Linked DNA regions of Sus scrofa: region 1 is linked to region 2. The links are chromatin contacts, called in public Hi-C maps. All regions are on one chromosome and are shown on one strand. The core of a region is the stretch at or near the end of the contact, and the rest is flanking DNA. Distances in the headings are between cores, read along the strand shown.

What was found. Hi-C and Micro-C count contacts between places; a contact is called where the count stands out from the background.
Region 1: a contact with region 2 is called in a Hi-C map of heart right ventricle, with 2.4 times the contacts expected there. The contact joins two enhancer-like sites. A contact is called at or near these places in 2 of 47 Hi-C or Micro-C datasets (heart right ventricle and liver).

Annotation. Positions count from the first base shown.
Region 1 is chr4:67,419,604-67,425,256 of Sscrofa11.1, forward strand. The region is part of intron 1 of LOC110260281 (a long non-coding RNA gene); the gene reads right to left. Among named protein-coding and RNA genes, the nearest start is that of ARFGEF1, 43 kb to the right of the region's middle. Within about 2 kb of position 3,383, at least 2 of the 83 cell types and tissues checked have an H3K27ac peak or open chromatin away from gene starts, as enhancers often do.
Region 2 is chr4:67,354,733-67,360,824 of Sscrofa11.1, forward strand. The region is part of intron 6 of CPA6 (carboxypeptidase A6); the gene reads left to right. All of the region lies in intron 1 of LOC110260281 (a long non-coding RNA gene), which reads right to left. Among named protein-coding and RNA genes, the nearest start is that of ARFGEF1, 110 kb to the right of the region's middle. Within about 2 kb of position 1,614, at least 1 of the 83 cell types and tissues checked has an H3K27ac peak or open chromatin away from gene starts, as enhancers often do.

The DNA.
Region 1 (5,653 bases), core at 2,133-4,632, 67 kb after region 2:
TGGGAAGAAATATTCCTGTTTGGTACTCCTGGGGTAATAAAGATTTTATTCTTGAAAGCCTAAACTAACAAGTTACTGGACACATTTGCCATTCCGCATGTATGACAAATAATCAACATGCCAGAGCAAATCCATGTCCCAAAGGAATGCATGTATTTACCCAAAGGTGTATTGAGCAACTACTCTGTGCCTCCTGCCAAGATGATTCACAAGCAAAATCATAGAGATGGTATAAAGTTGTCATGAACGCCTTTTCTCTTGGCAACTTCTGTCTCGTCCAGATAACCATACCCTCTGTTGCCTCCTACTGCTCAGGAAATCCCACTACCACCATCACTAATCCCCAGCTGAAGCACTCATCTGGGGCCTGCCTATCCACATAGGTCTCAACTTCTAGATTTTTCTCCACGCCTCTTCCTACAGACACTGACCTCCCTGTGTGCCCTTGAAGGAAGTGCTCTTATCTGTCTTTTGGAGGGTTATTAAGTCAGCTCCAGTCACCATAGCAAAATACCACAGACTGAGCAGTTCAAATAACATTATCTTAGAGATCTGGAAGCCAGAAGTCCAAGATCAAGGTTCCAGCTGATTCAGTTCCCAGCTAAGCCTCTCTTCCTGGCTTGCAAACAGCTACCATGCCTTTCTTTGGTGCATGGTATGGGAAGGGAGAGAGACAGAGAGCTCTCTGGTATCTGTTTTCATAAGGACACAAATCCTATTGGATTAGGACCACACCCTTATGACTTTATTTAATCTGATTTGCATCCTCAGAGACTCCATCCCCAAATACATACACACTGGGAGTTGGGGTTTCAACGTATAAATTTGTGGTTATGGACATACACTGAGTCCCTAACAGAGGGATACACCATGTGATGAAAAGATTTTAACCCTCTTTGCAAGGAATGGCACCTTCTGGCAGGGAATACTTGCTTAATAACCACAGGAAAGGATTTCCAATGATCCAGGAAGGTAATTGCATTACCACATGGCACCTGTATCTACTCTGTTCAGCTGGGTATAAGACTCACTCTCATCCTGCTTTGCGGTTGTTTCATTTTTTCCACTTCTTCGGTGTCTGCCAAGAATGTGCAGCAACCCCTCCACTGATGGCCAGGCTTGTGGTCACACACTCTATCCCCAGACCAGCAGGTCATGGGCCATTTCAGCCCTGAACCATGCTATAGCTTCAAGTCCACGCAGATACGAAAGTGGACATCACCTCCCCGGTCCAGCCGTATGCCACGCAGCCAAACCTAGATCACATTCCAGATCTTCTAAGTCATTTATGCCTGTGCATACACAGCAGCAGACACACAAGCTTGCATATGCTTAACCTTTAAGTTTTTCCTTCTATGTTTACCTGCCTTTTGGGGAATTAAATTATATTACTGTGTAGTAGATACAGACGGTATTTAGAAATCTTAAAGTTTGCTTTGCTTTTTACCTCAGAAACACAAAAGGAGTCAAGCTGTGTAACATCACTTTTTTTTCCCTTGTCTGATTCTCACATAGAAATCTGAGCAACTGCCATCTCAGCAGATACCTCACCTAAACAGCTTTTTTTTTTTTTTCTTTTTTTTTTTTTTGCCATTGCTTGGGCCGCTCCCGCGGCATATGGAGGTTCCCAGGCTAGGGGTCTAATCGGAGCTGTAGCTGCCAGCCTTCACAGAGCCGCAGCAACGCGGGATCCGAGCCGCATCTGAGACCTACACCACAGCTCACAGCAATGCCGGATCGTTAACCCACTGAGCAAGGGCAGGGATCGAACCCGCAACCTCATGGTTCCTAGTCGGATTCATTAACCACTGCGCCACGACGGGAACTCCTAAACAGCTATTCTTAAACATGGGAAAATAAAAGTCTTTGGGAACTTTAGTTACCAAGTATCTGTGCTCTAAACATTTATACGCAAGGAATTTCAACAAGGAATGATGCGCTAATACTTGAAAAGTGGTTTTAGTTTTATAATGTATGTTGTACTTTCTAGTAATCTGACAACATTCCCATGAATTTATATGGTAACATCAGAATGCTATCTACACAATAAGCCTAGACCAACAATGACTTGCTGGTTAATTGCAATCCCATCATTTGTAAAATGTGAGACACAAAATAAACAATTTGAGTATGATTTCTTGTCCAATTAGTGGCAAAGCTGAGCATGTAAGCCAAGTCTTTGGGTTTTTTAAAACTTAGAGAAATTTCTAAATACACAAAAGTAGGGTACCTAATAAACTCCATGCTCCCATCACCCAGTCTCAACAATTACCATTTTATTTTGCCAAATATTTCATCTTTCCTCCTCTGACTTTTTTCTTCTTGCAGTATTTTAAAGCACATCCTAGATATAGTTCACCCATAATTGCTCCAGTATCTCTAATATTTACTTTTATGTTTATATTTGTAGCAGATCAACATTTGCCCAAAAAAGTAGCCAAAGAACTTAGATACCTAACAAAATATGCCAGTACCCTTCTTTCATTTTTCACCTCTATGTATTTCTCCTCCTCAAAAAAGGAAGTCCAAATCAATTTTAATAGGTCAATAAACAGAAAACTAAAAACAAAACAAAACAGAACCCAATAAACCTGATGGTAGAAATTTTAAATGTCAGACTTAAGGTTACTTTAAAACATTTCAACACATTTCATTTCCATGAAAAGTACAAGCAAACCCCACTTATTTTCCTCTAAGAAATCAGGTCCCTGGAAAAAGTCAATGTGTGGAAATTCCATTTTGGGTACTCCAAACATCCTGAGGTTGTATAAAGACTGTGTGTATGTAATTCGCTATGGAAATTGTGGTGGTATTTAATAAGATATAAATAATTCCTGGGTGTCTGACCTTGTTAAATATTTATTTGATATATAATTTAACAAAGGTCCTCTCATATGGGTTCATCAAATGCTTAATGTATTCTAATTTTAATATGGGATTCCAATTTAACACCCATTAAAAGGCAATCTATTCACCACAGAGGCAAACGACTTACCTGTCGAGGAGCCATAAAGTCTGGAAATAGAGGCAACCATATATAACAGACAGTTTATTGATATTACATGACAACACACTATGTTTGGTTGTTGTCTCTCATTCAAGATGCATAGTTTAGTGTGCTGGGCAGAATGGCAAAGAACAGGGTACATTAACACAGCATTTCTAGCAATCCTTATACATAACGTCTGTAATGCATTGCCTCCGATCATTAAATCTCAGCAGAATCAGCAAAGCCTGGGAATGTTAAAAATGCAAATTTTCAGGGCCTCACCCTAAACTTACTTAATCAAAAATTGGGGCTCAGTTTTTTTTTTAAACAAGCTCTGCAGGTGACTTTGATGCAAGCCAATTTGGAGAACCACAGGCTCAAATTATTTGTGCCTTTGATTGTTACCGAACAGAAAACAAACCAAAAAAAACCCTGTCTTTTCAGCATACCTCAAGCACAGAGTTGCCAGATTTAGCAAATAAAAAAATGTAGGAGGATACCCGTTAAATTTGAACTTCAGATAAAAACAAATACATTTTAATAATTAATGTCCTTGCGGCGATGTCAATGTATATATTCCACTTATACGAGGGATATAGAAGTATCTCCATACATACTTATACTAAATTATTTGTTGTTTATTGGATATTTAAGTTGAACTTTTCATCCTTCGACCTGAGTTTTTCTGGCATCCACGCTCAAGGGTGTTCCAATCTGGCCAGCATTCCACATACTCAACAGGCAACGTCATCCAATCCAGTTTTAGAAATTATCACCCTCCCAGACTCTCACCACTCCGGAGTCATGTGGTGGTTGCTCTCTAAGTGACCTTCCCTCGCCTGTCAAGAGCATGCACACTAATATGGTCAAAGAGAACAGAGTTACCTATATTCACATTTGTGGCCACTCTAGGTAGAAATATGGGGTGTCAGCTGAAGAAAAAAGCTAAAGAAATGTGTCTGAAATCTCGTCCAGCTAATTTTAGTTGATGAAAACAATTTTTTTCTATTCAAAGAGCTTTATAGTTCATGTAAGATTCTGGATTTCTAATAAGAAATAACTATGGAGAAAAATGTTTGTATAACTCTTGGCAGAGCTGCATGCTGATGGTGGGTCCTTTCTATTTAAGTTAGCTAAAACCAAACACTTCTGAAATCTGAATCCTTCCTGAATTAATTTTACAGTCTTTTTCATTTTTGAACTGTCACCCTGTTTTCTTTTTAAATTTACATAAAATGCATGGATTTTAAAAACATGGTTCAATAAGTCGTGACCAACATGTACCCTCACCCCATCAAGATAGAGAATACTTCCTTCACTCTAGAAAAGATCCTCCAGCCCCTTTGCAGTTAGTGTCTGCTCTAGAGGCAAGTACTGCTCTGATTTTTATCACTATACATGATGGTTTTTTTGGTCTTTTTAGGGCCCCACCTGCAGCATATGGAAGTTCCCAGGCTAGGGGGTCGAATCGGAGCTGCAGCTGCCAGCCTACGACACGACCACAACCAGCCATGCAGATCCCGAGTGCATCTGTGACCTACACCACAGTTCACAGCAACACTGGATCTCTGACCCACTGAGCGAGGCCAGGGATCCAACCTACATCCTCACGAATACTAGTCAGGTTCATTACCACTGAGCCACCAGAGGAACTCCCACCATACATGAATTTTGTTTGTTCTAAAACTTCAGGTAAATGGAATTGCGTTCATTTTCCCATATTCAAAACATTTGGCTCTGGGGCAGGGAATTTATCATGTGTTTTTCTTTCTTTCTTTCCTCTAATATTGTCTGTAAAGCTCAAAAATTAGTACCTCGTCCCCACCCTCAAGTGCTGGATGTTTTTCTGGTCTGAGGGGAATGACTAGGAGAAGAATTAGGAAAACAGTGCTTTAGGTCATGGTTCTCTGGCCGCCTCTTGAGATGGGTCCCCAAAGAAAGAAGCCCTTGGGTCAAGGGAACAAGGAGGGTGGAAAGAAGGGCTCCAGGAGAACACCCAGGAGCTATAGCAGATGGAGAACAATTCCAGCACCCAAGGGGTTCCAGGAGGCAGCCACGCCACTGCCCCAACAGCAGTGCCCATCACGAAGCCCCCAGTCCTGGAGTGACTGCCCCTGGGCTCCAAGATACAATGAAGACCAATCTCTGCAGCCTCCTAAGATATTTAGGGTGGAAAAGAGCTCCTGTATCCGTACTTCGAGCACAGCCTGGACCATGGTGGTGCAGCCTCAAGTAAGGGCTGAGGAAATGTAGAGACCACTCTCCCAGTGAGTAAGTTAAACATACAAATTATTGAATATTTTAGTGCTTTTCCAAGTACCCACTAGAGTAGTATCTAATTATTTTAAAAGTCTGCTACCCAGACAGAACATAAAATTTAAAATGCCAGCAGTATGTGATCTAATATTATCCTCCATGGAAAACATAGTTCTATGATGTTCACTTTTGCTCACTTTCCTAGGAGATCCAGAGATGAAAAAATATATAAATCCAAACAGACATGTTATGAGTGTGGTTAATTTATATAGGTCTATACAAACGTTGTCACTTGAGGCAAATTTAGAAAAAAAAAAAACATACAAAGAATGAAACGCATTTGAAAGGCACCCCAAAATGTTGATGCTCATCACAAAGTCTCTCACCCCCTGAGTTGTTCTCAGACTT
Region 2 (6,092 bases), core at 364-2,863:
ATTTGATTAGGGGAAGATGATAGTGCCCTAAAAAAAGACAAAAGATTAACATGGAGAACATAGTGTAGCTTAGTGAGTCCAAAGGCTATCATCTGTGTGAATGGATTCTGCTGCATCATGAGACTGACTGAAAAATTGCAGTTAGCCTTGGAAGACAGAGTTTGATCCAATAGAGAAAAATGAGAAAATACTGCTATGTAGTGAAAAGCACCTGTTCTTGTCAAAGAGTTTAAAGATATATGGATGAAAGAGAGGAGCCCAGAGTAGGGGCAACAAACTAGAAGTTTTAAGGGCAAGAACCTCTACATGGGCAGGAAGAGTGGATGTGGGAATGGAAAGTAAAGGAAGAGTATATATAGTTCAAATGAAAAAAGTCACTCCGGAGTTCCCGTCGTGGCGCAGTGGTTAACGAATCCGACTAGGAACGATGAGGTTGCGGGTTCGGTCCCTGCCCTCGCTCAGTGGGTTAACGATCCGGCGTTGCCGTGGCTGTGGGGTAGGTCGCAGACACGGCTCAGATCCTGCATTGCTGTGGCTCTGGCGTAGGCCGGTGGCTACAGCTCCGATTCAACCCCTAGCCTGGGAACCTCCATATGCCACGGGAGCGGCCCAAGAAACAGCAACAACAACAACAAGACAAAAGACAAAAAAAAAAAAAAAAGTCACTCCTTCATTCATTTATTCATTCAACCCAAAGCTGATAGAGCACTTCTCTTTATGTAAAGGCAGCTTGCTAAGCTCTGTAGCGGTAGGAGAGCTGTACTGTACACGAGTACACAACATTAACCCTTTCCGTAATTCATCTGCTGGGGAGGTGAGACACAAACACAGAAGGCAGCACCAACAAAGGAAGTCTTTAGGAATTGATGATTGCCTTGATGTGGGGATGAAAGTACAGAACAGGTCAAAGATGGCAAGATACCCAAGAGAGTAATGGCATCTGTGAAGTTGTGGGCGTATCAGTCAAAACATTGGCATTGCCGTCAGTCTGAAAGGAAGACCCAACCCCCCACTGCATTAAGCAGGTTAAGTGATTAATTTGTTCAACAAATAATTACTAAATGTCTACCACATACCAGACCATGTACTATGGATGCTGGGGAGGGAGATACAGGACCATCAAAAACTCTGCTGTCATGCATCTTAGTTCTCATGGACCAAAAGAAGTAAATACTCTCTGGTGAGAAGTTAAAGAGACTCCGTAAGCAGCCAAATGAATGAACACCTGACTCAGCGGCTTAATTTGGGCAGTAGATATCCAAGAATAAATTCCAGGGATTGTGCCAAACACAACAGAATTGTTTCCAAATACTTTTCTTGTCTGTATTACTTAACCTGATAAGAAGAGACAGGAAAAGGATAGAAGGTTAGAACAGTTCACTGAAGTTCTGGCACAAGGTTGGGGGTGGGAGGTCATACTGATAGATGGGGTAGACAAGAAATTTTCAGCAGCAGCCTATTTTTACATCTTTTAATTTTTCATCTTATTTTTGAATTGTGGAAAGGCTACTGAATTCTTTGTTGCCAGGGCAGATGGAATAGTATTTGCTTCATTTCTCAGAATCATCTCCCATTAAATGAGGTACCTGGGGCTCTGTTCACTTTCGAGATTTTAAAATTGGCGATCTCTGAGGTTGAGTATCTTAGCCACAGCTGGTGCTGGCTGGCCCAGAGCTATGTACAGCACTTAACTTTTGCCTCCAATAATTCTACACTGCTGGGACAGATTTGACCAGAGTCTTAATTCATAGAATATTTAGAAAGTCATTTAATTTCCAAGTGAGGAGGACATTTCTAAGCATAAAACAAAAGAAGACGTAAAGGACATGATTGATAGCCCTGACATCATAAAATATATCAAAGGAGTAGTCAAGGATAGGGGAAACAGCCCATGACATGCTGCTGTATCAAAAAAAATAAAAACATGGGAGTTCGATCGTGGCTCAGTGGTTAACGAATCCAACTAGGAACCATGAGGTTGTGCGTTCGATCCCTGGCCTCACTCAGCGAGTTAAGGCTCCGGCGTTGCCATGGCTGTGGGGTAGGTCGCAGACATGGCTCAGATCCTGCATTGCTGTGGCGAAGGTGGGTGGCAACAGCTCTGATTAGACCCCTAGCCTGGGAACCTCCATGTGTCGCAAGTGCAGCCCTAGAAAAGGCAAAAATTAATTAATTAAATCAAATAAAAACAAGCATGCCATTATAATTTATATGTTGTAAAATCTATATCTGAGATATATGTACATGAGAAATATACTAGATGCTAAAAGAATTATGGGTGATTTTTACTTCATATTTTTTCAAATTTCCCAAATTTTCTATATTAAAAAGAACTCCAAAGATGATATTTTTAAACAATTTAACCGAGTAAAACTTAATAGTTTCCTGGAGTTCCCATTGTGGCGCAGTGGTTAACGAATATGACTAGGAACTATGAGGTTGCGGGTTCGATCCCTGGCCCTGCTCAGTGGGTTAAGGATTCGGCATTGCCGTGAGCTGTGGGAGCAGGAGTGGCCCTAGAAAAGGAAAAAAAGACAAAAAAAAAAAACCTTAATAGTTTCCTTTTCAAGCTAAAGTCATATATGCTTGAGTCATATATTCCTACCGGTTTTCTCTTTTGTTTTGTCTTTTGTCTTTTCAGGGCCACACCTGCAGCACATGGAAGTTCCCAGGCTAGAGGTCGAATCAGAGCTACAGCTGCTGGTCTACACCACAGCCACAGCAACACAGGATCTGAGCCATATCTGTGACCTATACCACAGCTCAGGGCAACGCCAGATCCTTAACCCACTCACTGAATGAAGCCAGGGGTCGAACCCAAAACCTCATGGTTCCTAGTCGGATTTATTTCAGCTGTGTCAGGATGGGAACTCCCCTACAGGTATTTTTAAATCAGTGATTGAATTCTATTAAACTCAATGGCAGACCAAAGATAAAGTAAGGGTTTGGGAGAAGATGATCCATGGGAAAATTGGGACAGGGATGGTCTGAAATGGAAAGTTCTTCAAGACTTTGAAGAAGTATAATACACAGGGGGATCTAACTTGGTCCTGTTACAGAACAGTAGCACCATGAACACGCGTGCACGCGTGCGCGTACACACACGAGAAGAGAAGAGAAGGAGAGGAGGGGAAGAAATGAAAAAAGAAAAGCAAAAGAAAATGTCCTTAGTTTCTCAGCTATTTCTCTGCTGCTACTCAATGTGAACCCTTACCCTTCCAGGCCCAGCCAATTACCCTGGAAAACCACCTCTGTTACATGCTGCCACCACCTGCCCTATGGGTGGCTTATCCTGATGACAACATCTGGCACATGATTCAGATGTACTGGGTGGTCCTTCAAGTAGCAGAAAATAGGAAGAGGAGACTTTCAGGAAAGTGAGTTATTTTCTAAGAACCAGGGAGGGTAACCAGTAACACCTGGAGACTGGGTTGGGTTGTGTGTCTAGAATGAAGCTCTAGGCTTGGTGGTGTGTCTAGGACAGAGCTTTAGGGAAGACTTAGAGTAGTGGTTTGGGGAGACGTCCTTCACTTCAGAAAGCTTTCTGGAATAGGAAAGCTCTTTTTTCCAGAATCCAAGAGCTTACCCCAAATTACTTCTTTTAGATTATCACCTCTTTCAGTCTCATTATGTCTTGCTGGGACTTAAAGATATATGTAAAAATATAATATAAACCCTCAAATATAGGTGTGAAACTCAAGGCATTGGTTAAGAAATGTATCACTAAAAATAAGATAGAAAAGAGAACTTAAATTGTATATATAAAATATACTAAAATCCAGGGACTTAATAAGAGTCTTTTAAAAAGTCTTAAAAAAGAGAACTTAAATTGTATATATAAAATATACCAAAAGCCAGGACTTAATAAGTAATTGAGAGGGTTATGACGCCCAGACCAAACATCTAATGAGTTCAGTTGAGTAAGCAAATAAGTCTTTGTTCACAATTAAAAAGTTCAAAAAAATGTTCATTATATAAAAATAACCTGCATTTTAAAAATTGTCTGACTTTGTTCACTGCCATCCCAAGTAACTGCAATATTTTGTTTTCTGCCAACCTATTAGTACCTTGAGCTCCCCACGTTCTCCCATCCTGCTCACCCTCCCCAGTCTTCTCTTAATGCTCTGCATCCCCCAACCAACCAGTTCTTTCTCCCTTTTTATTCAATTTATAATGATATCTACAGAGCAGGGCCTGTATTATTGTTTGTTCACTAGAACTGAACTAAAAGCCATTGCATCCATTGTCCTCCACTAGTCAATATTTGAGAATGTTCTGAGCACTGTTGATACAGGCACTATTTAAATAGGCAGCCTCCGGTTTTCCTGCTCAGAAGTGCAGGACTGTAAAAGTGGCCATGCAAACTGAAGCTATAAAAATCTATCTTGATAATTAATGGGGAAAATCATGTTTGTTCTATGACCTTCGTGTATTTTTGTCAAAAGATTAAAAACTCTCTTACTCTGTTATAAATGTATAGGGAAATGACAAAAAAAAAGTGAATCTAATATTTCTTACACTGTAATTTAAAACACTAGAAATATTGATAATGAAATGTCGGAGTTCCCATTGTGGCACAGCAGAAACAAATCCAACTAGGAACCACAAGGTTGTGGGTTTGATCCTTGGTCTCGCTCAGTGGGTTAAGGATCTGGCGTTGCCTTGAGCTGTGGTGTAGGTCACAGGCGTGGCTCGGATCTGGCGTTGCTGTGGCTTTGGTGTAGGCCAGCAGCTGTAGCTCTGATACGACCCCTAGCCTGGGAACCTCCATATGCCCATGGGTGTGGCCCTAAAATTACAAAATATAAAATAAATAAATAAAAATAAAAGATAATTAAATGTATCCTTCCTTTATTATAAAAACAGCTATCACAGGTAGTTTGGATAGTGCTTAACTTCTCATTATGTAACTTACAACCTAAAGTGAGCATCTTTTTTATGCCTTGGCAAAAATGCCTGTCTCTGCTATTAGTTTGGATCGGCTTCCAGTATTTTTTCCTTTGCGCTTTCAATGTCCAAAAATACCTACAAGAGTTCCTTTTAATGTGGAATGTTGACAGTATCATTTCTTCTGGAACATCTTCTTCCTTTCCATTACAAGCATTTTCCTCATTTATGTTAGTAAGTTTGTCTTCACTACATTCCTCTGGCTGAATATCTAGAGTTGAATGGTGGCAGTGTCCACATTCCTGTGATCAGCTATTCCTTATTTAACTCCATTTACAGTTGATTCAAATTTCCCCTCTGCATTATCTGTGTTATTGCTGCACTTGAAGTTTTTTTGGCCTATTATCTCTTACTATCATCATTTTTTTTAAATGCCACATGGGTTTATCACCGGAGGACAGTGGAGCAACATGGCTACACACTTTGCTGTCTGTGTGTGAACTGAGTAATATATGTACAGTGACCAACCACACAGCCACAGATTTTTATGGAGCCAAGCAAAGCAAGGACAAATTTGTACTTTCTTTTCTGTAGATAAAAAGAGTCTTACATAATAGAATTTTTTTTTGGCCATGCCCATGGGCCAGGGATCAAACCCATGCTGAAGCAGTGACAACCCCAGGTCCTTAACTACTAGGTTACCAGGGAACTCCCATAGTAGGTTTTATTTATTTATTTTTTAGGACCGCACTTTAGCATATGGAAGTTCCCAGGCTAGGGGTCAAATCAGAGCTGCAGCTGCCAGCCTACACCACAACCACAGCAATGGCAAATCCAAGCCACATCTGTGACCTATACCGCAGCTTGCAGCAATGCCAGATCCTTAACCCACTGAGCAAGGCCAGGAATTGAACCCGCATTCTGATGGATATTAGTTGGGTTCTTAACCTGCTGAGCCACAATGGGAGGTCCACAGTAGATTTTAATAATGCCACAAAGTTGCCTGGACTCTACTCTTTGGGCCCTGAGTAAATATAACCAACCACTGTAGGCTATCTCTGTACAAAAGTTCTAGAAATGGGAAGTGGTTTTACTTAGAAAAAAGTAGAATGGACATGCATCTAATGTCTAATGCATCTAATATTCTTCCTGGTGATGCAAAACACTTCAAATATTTATCTCCTTCTCTTATTAGAGAATGTGCA